Regions from separate parts of the Hordeum vulgare genome. Here region 2 is linked to region 1. The links are chromatin contacts, called in public Hi-C maps. All regions are on one chromosome and are shown on one strand. The core of a region is the stretch at or near the end of the contact, and the rest is flanking DNA. Distances in the headings are between cores, read along the strand shown.

Region 1 (4,914 bases), core at 628-3,127:
CAATTTCGAAAATAAGAATAAAAAATAAAATTCAAACAATTTAAAATATACCCAAGATTTGTCTTGTTTTGAAAGGTGTCATCGCTCTTAATTTAAATATATGTAAAAATTCAAAAACAGATGTTAGTTTAAAATATATCAATATAAAAATAATTGCTATGAATATTTTAGGTGTTTTACAAAGTAGAGAGACTAAATATACTTATAATGACACCGTACCATATGCACACACATTCTGAGAAAAGCTGCATTGCATGTAGAGGGCTCCACATGTTAGTTGTATTCCCATGTGAATTCTAACATGCAAATAATTAGCTTGTTTAAACTCAAAATGCTGCACCAATCTCAATGTTTCGCATATGTGATAGATTCGGCATCACTATATAGCAGTTTGGTAAATCCCATTTTTTTTAAAGGCAAACTTGTTTTGAACCCAATTGTTTTTTTGAATTTGTCAAAAACTTAAAAACAGGAACATTTTTTTGAAAATACGAATACTTTGTAAAAAAGCTAATAATTTTTGAATATGTGAACAATTTCTCAAAATAGGATCATCTACTTAAATTCCGAACAAAATAAAAATGTGCACATTTTATCAAATTCTCCGAATGAGTTTTTTAATGTATAATTTTTTGGTCAAATGGATTTATTTTATATTCCGAAAATAATATAAAAATTACAAATAATTTTTGAAATAACCCAAATATTTTTTGTAAATGTGAACAAAATTCAGAACATGAATATTTTTATAAATTTAGAATTTTTTGAAAATGCAAAGAAAATAGGAATAACAAACAAAAAACGAAGGAACAAAAAAACAGGACATAAGAACACCGATTTAGAAACCTTCTAGAATGTCAAAACAGGTGAAGAACCTTGTAGAAGCTTGCTAAAATCAGCGGCTGGTGCACGGCGTGCTAGCCGAACTAAATGGGTTTTCCCAGTATAACACTGCTGCAGGAGATCGCGTGAGCGATTTTAGCGATAGGGTTTGTAACATGAGATACATAGTAATCGTGATTAGTTGCTCCATGTATAGTTTTTCTGTAGAGATGGTATTTTTTGAAAATGCAAAAAAATTGAAAAATATTTTCTTTCAAATTTATACAATTTTTAAAATTCAAAGAGAAAGAAAAGAACAAAAAAGACAAAGAAATGAAGAAAGACCATAAACCGTTACATAAAAAAACCCGCATTAGAGACCTCATACAAGGTCAAAAGCGGCCAAGAATGTTCTAGCAGCTTTCTGAAAGCAGCGGTTCAAAACCGGCCAAGAATCTTCTAAAAGGTTTCTGAAAGCAGCAATTGGTTCACGCCTGAGAATTATGCTAGCGTAAATAAATGGGTTTGCCTTTGCTAAATAATACCCCCCTCCCTTTGAAAATACTTATCATAAAAATGAATAAAATTGATGTATCCATAACTAAAATAAATCTAGATATATTCATTTCAAGGAAAGTATTTCCGAACGGAGGATAAATGTTTTGGCTCAGTAATATCTTGTTTGAAACGAAAACATTTTTTTTGCCTTATCTATTAATTGAAATGAGAAGAGTGTTTGTAACAGGAGTCACACTCTTACACGGCATAAATGATTACCCGCATGAAATAATAATCCCTAATTTCTTTGCTTCTGCGATGATCCAAAGATATGCCTCGTGATCAATATTGTTTAGCAAAATGGTAGAACTAGCGCTCTTGTGCCGTGAAACACATGCATTCCTTTCTATTGGAGACAGTACATAGCGTTGTAACGGGAGATCTTAGTGATTGGGATTGCAGCGGTTGATACATAGCAATCGCGGTTAGTTGCTTCATGTATAGGTTTTTTTTTCTTTTAGACAAAGAAGATGGAGTTCAATTTCGAAAGACAAAAGAGAGCCACGAGTTCGATCCGCTAACAATAGATCATGACATGGCCCAGCAATAACTCCGGCCCGCTCCCATGCCGGACCACCAGATCCACAACGCCTCCACCGCCCTGAACAGTGGGCCCCGCGCATGGCCCTCGTCGTCATCCGAACCCAACACAATACCGTCCACGAAAACCGTCCCCCGTTTCCCTCTCACCGCATACGGTTTCCGTCCGCGCCCATCACTCTCGCGTCCTCCTCCTTCCCGATGCCGTTGGTTGCGTCACAGCCATCCAGGTACTTCCCGCTCTCCGCCGTCCGATCCAGCTCAACGGCTCGATGCGCTTCCCAGATCCGCAAGCGCCGCGATATTTATCCAGCGGCGGCCTCCACCTCCTGCTCCACGGGAAAGCCTTTTCGTGTCTCACACCGCCGGTAACCAACGCCGTCGACGAGAGGTTTTCGTGTACCATCATCTCCTCTACCCCTCGCTGCCTTTGGGAATGCGGAGCAATGTGGAGAAGCACGCGCACTGACCTCGCCGGCAAGCATAGCCTGCGCGGCGGCCGCAATTGCCACCGCAAGCACGTCGAGGACGGGTAGATCCTGCGTCGACAGTCGCCGGCCGGTTCAGTGCGGGGCTCGAGGCTCGCGCACGCAGGGAGGAGGGGGGCGGCAATGGAGGACGCTGCGGAGGGCAAGACGAACGTGCTGCAGGGGAAGTACGAGCTGGGGCGGGTGCTGGGGCACGGCAACTTCGGCCGGGTGCACGCGGCGCGGGACCTGCGCACGGGCCGCGGGGTGGCGGTTAAGGTGGTGGCCAAGGACAAGGTGGAGCGCGCCGGGATGGTGGAGCAGATCAAGCGGGAGATCGCGGTGATGAAGATGGTGTCCCACCCCAACATCGTCGAGCTGCACGAGGTGCTTGCCACGCGCACCAAGATCTACCTGGCCCTCGAGCTCGTCCGCGGCGGCGAGCTCTTCGCCCGGATCTCCCGCGCCGGCCGCCTCCGGGAGGACGTCGCGAGGCGGTACTTCCGCCAGCTCATCTCCGCGGTCGACTTCTGCCACGGCCGGGGCGTGTACCACCGCGACCTCAAGCCCGAGAACCTGCTCCTCGACGAGGCCGGCAACCTCAAGGTCGCCGATTTCGGGCTCAGCGCGCTCGCCGGCCATGCACGCCCCGACGGGCTGCTCCACACCGCGTGCGGCACGCCGGCATACGTGGCCCCCGAGGTGCTCGGCGGGAACGGCTACGACGGCGCCAAGGCGGACATCTGGTCCTGCGGTGTCATCCTCTACGTGCTTCTCGTCGGCGCCCTGCCGTTCCAGGACGAGAACCTCATGTCCATGTACCGCAAGATGCAGCGCGGCGGCTTCCTCTGCCCGTCGTGGGTCTCCAAGGACGCCCGGAAGTTGATCGGCAGGCTTCTCGACCCCAACCCGAGTAGCCGCATCACGATCGCCAGCCTCGTCGAGTCACCGTGGTTCAAGAAGACGTCGTCCATTCCGAGCCCCCTCTTGGAGCCCGTGTCATCAGCGGCCGCGCGCGGCAACGGCGAGGACAAGGACGAGCCTCCGGAGGCGCTGAACGCTTTCCACCTGATCTCCCTCTCCGCGGGCTTCGATCTCTCGCCGCTGTTCGACCAGGAACCTTCGACGGGGCGTGGGACGAGGGGCGGCGTCATGCGGTTCGCGACGCGGGAGCCGGCGAGCGGCGTGATCTCGCGGCTGGAGGGCCTGGCGACCGGCGGTGCAATGCGCGTGACGAAGAGTGGGGCGCGCGGGGTGCGGCTGGAGGGCGCCGAGCGCGGGCGCAAGGGGCGGCTCGGGGTGGCGGCGGAGTTCTTCAGCGTGGCGCCGTCCGTGCTCGTGGTCGACGTCAAGAAAGACGGCGGCGACACGATGGAGTACCGGTCGTTCTGCAGCGACGAACTCCGGCCGGCGCTCAAGGACATCGTGTGGGCTGCTGCTGCTGCCGCCGCCGCGTCCCCCGGTGACCCCCCTGCCCCCACCTGATGTCGCTGTCGTCCACGCCACCATTATTGCCCCTGCCACTGTTGCTATCCGGCCGTAATTAGGTGTGCATTATTGTTCGGCGTCGAAGTTGATGGCTGCTCCTGCTGCCGCTGCCGGTATGGTTGTAGTAGTTGGCTAGAATTTGCGGGCGGCAGCAAGGCAGAATCGGCGCCAACTGAGGTGATGTCTGCATCTGCCAATGTTTGTTTTAAACTGTTTGAATAACAGTAGGAGTACTATGTTGCTTCGTAAATTCATTAAACAACGCTTTCGCTTGCATAGGTGCATGTCTTCGACCCTTTTGGGTACTCTAAACTTAGAGTAAAGGTTAGAGTTAGTTTCTAACTGCCTAACCCTAAGCTAAATTTAGCTTTTGATGATGTTTGGATGACATGATTAATTTGACAATAAATGCATTTTTTTTAATTATTTAGCTTCTTTAAACTCTCTTTTCAGTTGGATTTGGTATGACCGGCTCTTGTGTGGCCTCACCGCTCACAAATAACATAAACAAATCATCTTTACTCCTATGCGACTGACTACCGTTGAAGTTCAGTTGTCGGACGAAGGGCAGCGACGGTTCGCCCATCCGCCTCCTGCTCCGGCATGCGGTGGGCGTTAGGGAGGGAGCTCGGAGCCCCTCACGCGCCCAAGGAGGAGCTCGTTGTTGTTGATCTCGAGGAAAGCTACGTAGGGCCCAAGCCCCGGGAACCCCTCCGATGCTGGCGCTTGCGAGTTGAGGTCGAGACCGGCCTGGGTAGCGGGAGCGCTTGCTGACGGCTGCAAACCCCACACGTCGAAGCCGTCTCCGTCCATCATAGAGTGGGGGTGACCAGTGCGGCGGCCGGCGGAGGGCGCGTCGGGGAGGAGGGCTAATAGGGCGGCAAGATGGCAAGGGAAGGGGCCGACGGGGGTGACGGGATAGGAACTGGAGGAGGGCGACGGGGGCGGCGGGATGGGAAAGGGAGGGGCGATCGATGCGGCGGCCGGCAGAGGGTGCGCCTCAGATGAGGGGGTGTGGACGAAGGGATGGGAACGAGTG
Region 2 (4,914 bases), core at 900-3,399, 320 kb before region 1:
CATAGATTGATTCCACTTGTATATAGCAGAACAGAAGGCTAATAAGAATCTGAAAAATAGAGGACGGCAAACCGGAGTAATGCTACACTTACAAAGGCTTACGTAAAGATTTTACGTACAAACTGATGTTTAAGATTATAATTGATAATTGAGGGATGAGTGGCCCCACCTTCATTAAAAATCAGAGGAGTGAGAAGAGTTAGTTTGGAAGATTAAGTAAACCTTTGTAAGTTTTTATATGTCTAGCCTTATACCAGAGGGGAACAAAAACTGAATTGATCAGGGAACAAAACTTTGCATATATATATATATGTACACATCGATCGCCGGACGTATACATCAGGCACAGATCCTCGCAAGTCTCGTCATCTACAAACACCTCTCTTCAAGTTGCTCCGCACGCGAGTTACACCGTGGACATAGCATAATTAACCGCGTTCTAGTCATGGCTGCCCCGAAGAAAACTATAGAACTAAAGTCGAGCAAATTATCCTACACAGTATCACTAATTTACTCCATCTCCATTTGTATGCACAGAGAAGAGGGACGGCCTGAGATCACGCGACGGCGCCCGGCAAGGCGGGCACGTCGCCCTGCCACGCCCACACAATGTCCGCGAGCCCAGGGCGCACGTCCTCGGCGCAGAACTTGTTGAAGTCGAGCGCGTCGCCGCCGTCGTGCGCGAACTCGACCACGGTCACGTCGGCGGCCACCTCGAACACCTCGGCGGTGACCGCTAGCCGCCCGTTGGCGCCGTCGGCCTTGGCCTCCATTCTGATCCTCCACCCTTTCCCTCTGGTTGTGTTGTACCTCAGCGCCTTGCCCGCCGACTCCAGCTTGTGGAACACGGTGGCCGCCGGCGCGCGGGACGTGAACACCGTGGCGGCCTTCTGCTCGCTCTCGAACAGCCCCGATAGGTCGAACCCGGAGGACATGGAGGATATGAGCTGGAACGCATTGCACGTCCGCGGCGAGATGTTGCCGGAGCTGTCCTCGCTGCCGTCGATCAGGGCGGCGGCGGCGTTGTCGTCGTCCCACTTCCTGGGCGTGACGGGGGAGGAGGGGACGGGCGGCACGAACCCCCTCTTGAACCAGGGCGTGAGCATGATCTCCGGGATGGAGATGCGCTTGGCGGGGTCGACGGCGAGCAGGCGGCCGATGAGGCGGCGCGCCTCGCCGGAGACCCAGGGCGGCATCTGGTACTCGCCCTTGAAGATCTTCTGGTACATCTTGACGTAGTTGTCGTGTTGGAAGGGGAGGAAGCCGCAGAGCAGGACGTAGAGCACGACGCCGCAGGACCACATGTCGGCGCGCGCGCCGTCGTAGCCGCGCTTCCGGAGCACCTCCGGCGCGACGTAGGCCGGGGTGCCGCACTGCGTGTGGAGCAGGCCGTCGTGGCGCAGCTGCTCGGGCAGCGCGGCGAGGCCGAAGTCGGTGACCTTGAGCCGGCCGTCCTCGTCGAGCAGGAGGTTCTCGGGCTTGAGGTCCCGGTGCGCGACGCCGCGGCTGTGGCAGAAGGCGACGGCGGCGACGAGCTGCTGGAAGTAGTTGCGCGCGGCGTCCTCCGTGAGCCTGCCGCGGGCAACCTTGGCGAAGAGCTCCCCGCCGCGCGCGTACTCCATGACGACGAAGACGCGCTGGCGGCTGGCGAGCACCTCCCTGATGCCGACGACGTTGGGGTGGCGCACCATGCGCATGATGGAGATCTCCCGGCGCAGCTGCTCCACCATGCCGTCCGTCTGGCGGAGGCGGGCCTTGTCGATGACCTTGATGGCCACGCTCTGGCCGTCGCGCAGGTCGCGGCCGTAGTAGACCTTGGCGAAGGAGCCCTGCCCCAGCATCCGCCCCAGCTCATACTTGCCCAGCACCAGGTTCCTCACCTCGCCCTCCCGCCCTCTCGCCATTGTTTGTGAGGATTGCTCTGCTTCTGCTTGCTCGGACGCTGTCGACTTGTTTTCGGAGCTCACTGCGGCCGGCCACTGCTGCTGCTGCTCGTCGTTTAGGATTTTAACTAGGTGGGGGTGGGCACGTAGAGATGTGGCGCGTTGATGGGAGCGGGCACATGGGTTTGACGCGGGCGTTGCTGGTTTGTTGAGGGCGGCACACTGGAATTGGAACTGGATGGGCACCGTGGGATCCGCTGCAGCCGGTCGCTTATTTGTACTGGCGTGGGGCGGTGCGGAGCGCGGGACAGGGAGAGGCGCGCAGGTGGCACGGCCCAGGTGGCTAGGCGGGTCGGGGGCGTGTGGGGCCGGCTGGACGCGCCGTGCGGTGCGGTGCGAGAGGAGAGGGGACAGATGTGAAGGCGTCGAGGTGGGGGGTTGGGAGTGGTGGAGGAAGAGTAGTAGCCCGGTCACGGCCCATGAGAGTTGCAGCAGCACGGAAGGAGGAGGAAGAAGGGGGTGGGTGTCTGTCGGCTAACTGGGTCGATTACTATACCCGTTCAACATTTAACGACATGCGGCTGGCGGACCATGTGAGCTTGGACCGGTCATTCCCTCTCAAATCGAAAGGAAAAAAAAATGGGAACTTGGACCGTGCATTTGCTTTGCATGAAACAACCGCGCAGCCTTCCGCGGCGTCAATGGTCCAACGTCCAATGAATCTTCATCTCAGCGTACCTCTTAACCACCGCCGATATTTCATTTTTTATCTCATGTCAATCCTATTTAGACCCCTCTGCATCTAAACCTACTCTGCTTTATTTAGAAAAAGAAGTGGATTCCAAACATTTGGAATCCAGACTTCTACCATTCTTTGTTACAGGTGTTTTCTTTTCTTTCGGAAATATTAAAAACTGTTGTTGACCCTCCTTCCCCCACCGCCCTTTGATGATCGCGTCCCTCATGAGGCGTGATATGTTTATTTTGCATCATCATTTCTTATCATAATTTATTCTATTCGAGTGATATATTTCATATTATGGTACAATTTTAATGTTTTTTCTTCCATAAAATTAAAAACATAGAAAGAGAGGGGGATGCCTTGAATCCCCAACACGGGGAAGATATCATACTGCCGAGGTTGATGTTGCGTTGATAAAAAAGGCCAATGATAACCAAATTTATAGATATTCATAAAATTCATTGCTGGTTAGAAGATATACAAGGGTATGTGGATTTGGTGAGACATGAACAAGCAGATGGAAAATAGAAAATTATTGATATCAAAATTCCTAGTATTTTTCTCTTGGAATTTTTTGCTGAATGGCATACTCGCATTGCAAAAAATGAGAAACACAAAAGGTAGATGATGACAGTGAGGCGGCCCAGAAGAAAGAAGGAAAGCCTGATGAGGTCCACCAAAGGCCGTGTCGACAAATGGAAAAGGGGGGAGGGGAGAAGATATATATATATATATGTATATATATATATATGTATGTATGTATGTATGTATGTATATATATGTATATTATATATATTCCCTCCCCGAGACACGAGGTAAAGAAAATGACGACGACTAGGGCTGGAGGTGAGGAGGAAGCAGGGGAAGTAGACCGTGGTGACAATTTGATGGGAGGAGACTGGGTAATAGGCAAAACAGGCATGGGGGTCGTGGCAAGGGAAAAAACCGGGAGATGGGCAAGTGAGAGGAGGATTTACCCAAGGGCGCGGACGATTTGGGAGATAAGATGCACATATTGATCGTTTTGACGGCATGAAGAATGAGGGAGGATTCACAGGAAATGTTTCCCGTGGATCTGGTAGAAACAATGTTGGGGGTGTTGTATCTCACGCGAGGAATTTTGGAAGTTTTTCACATAATAGAGAAGGTTGAAAGAACTCGTGGAATTCTTCTGCGAAGGTGGCTAATTTTGCAGGGAACAATCAAGAGGAAGTGCAAAAGGGGATGCTTGCCGATGGAGGGCACATATAGGGGCATACAACAAATGACACTTTAGTTTGTACATGTGCCTTTGCAGAATTTGTTGGAAATATGCTCTAGAGGCAATAATAAAATAGTTATTATTATATTTCATGTTTCAAGATAATCGTTTATTATCCATGCTATCATTGTATTGAATGGAAACACAAATGCATCTGTGGATATATGAACAAAACAATGTCCCTAGTGACCCCCTAATTGACTAGCTCGTTGATCAAAGATGGTTAAGGTTTCCTGGCCATAGACAAGTGTTGTCAGTTGATAACGGGATCACATCATTAGGGAATGATGTGATGGACAAGACCTAAACTATAAACGTAGCATGTGATCGTGTCATTTTGTTGCTATTGTTTTCTACATGTCAAGTATACGTTTCTATGACCATGAGATCATGTAACTCACTCACACCGGAGGAATGCCTTGTGTGTATCAAACGTCGCAACGTTACTGGGTGACTGTAAAGGTGCCCTAGAGATATCTCCGAAGGTGTCCGTTGAGTTAGCATGGATCAAGACTGGGATTTGTCACTCTGTATGACGCAGAGGTATCTTGGTGCCCACTCGGTAATACAACATCACAAACAAGCCTTGCAATGTGTCTAAAAGATATAGCCACGTGATCTTGTATTACGGATCGAGTAAAGAGACTTGCCGGTACCGAGATTGAAATAGGTATAGAGATACTGACGATCAAACCTTGGGCAAGTAACATACCGAAGGACAAAGGGACTATTATACGGGATTAACTAAATCCTTGACATAGAGGTTCAACCGATAAGATCTTCATAGAATATGTAGGATCCAATATGGGCATCCAGGTTCCTTTATTGGATATTGACCGTAGAGTGTCTCGGTCATGTGTACATAGTTCTGGAACTCGCAGGGTCTGCGCACTTAAGGTTCGATGACGTTTCAGTATAATTGAATTATTGATGTTGGTAACTATATGTTGTTCGGAGTACCGGATGAGACCCCGGACGTCACGAGGGTTTCCGGAATGGTCCGGAAACGAATATTGATATATAAGAAT

What was found. Hi-C and Micro-C count contacts between places; a contact is called where the count stands out from the background.
Region 2: a contact with region 1 is called in a Hi-C map of seedling, with 2.8 times the contacts expected there. The contact joins the promoter of LOC123398327 here to the promoter of LOC123398144 in region 1. A contact is called at or near these places in 1 of 6 Hi-C or Micro-C datasets (seedling) and 1 of 1 datasets of contacts at active chromatin or transcription factors (embryo).

Annotation. Positions count from the first base shown.
Region 1 is chr5H:445,396,677-445,401,590 of MorexV3_pseudomolecules_assembly, reverse strand. It overlaps LOC123398144 (putative CBL-interacting protein kinase 27), which reads left to right and starts at 1,877. Exons shown (of 1, transcript XM_045092650.1): 1 at 1,877-4,153. The coding sequence starts at 2,532. The coding sequence ends at 3,872.
Region 2 is chr5H:445,721,215-445,726,128 of MorexV3_pseudomolecules_assembly, reverse strand. LOC123398327 (CBL-interacting protein kinase 16) reads right to left here and starts at 2,149. Exons shown (of 1, transcript XM_045092809.1): 1 at 276-2,149. The coding sequence starts at 1,904. The coding sequence ends at 558.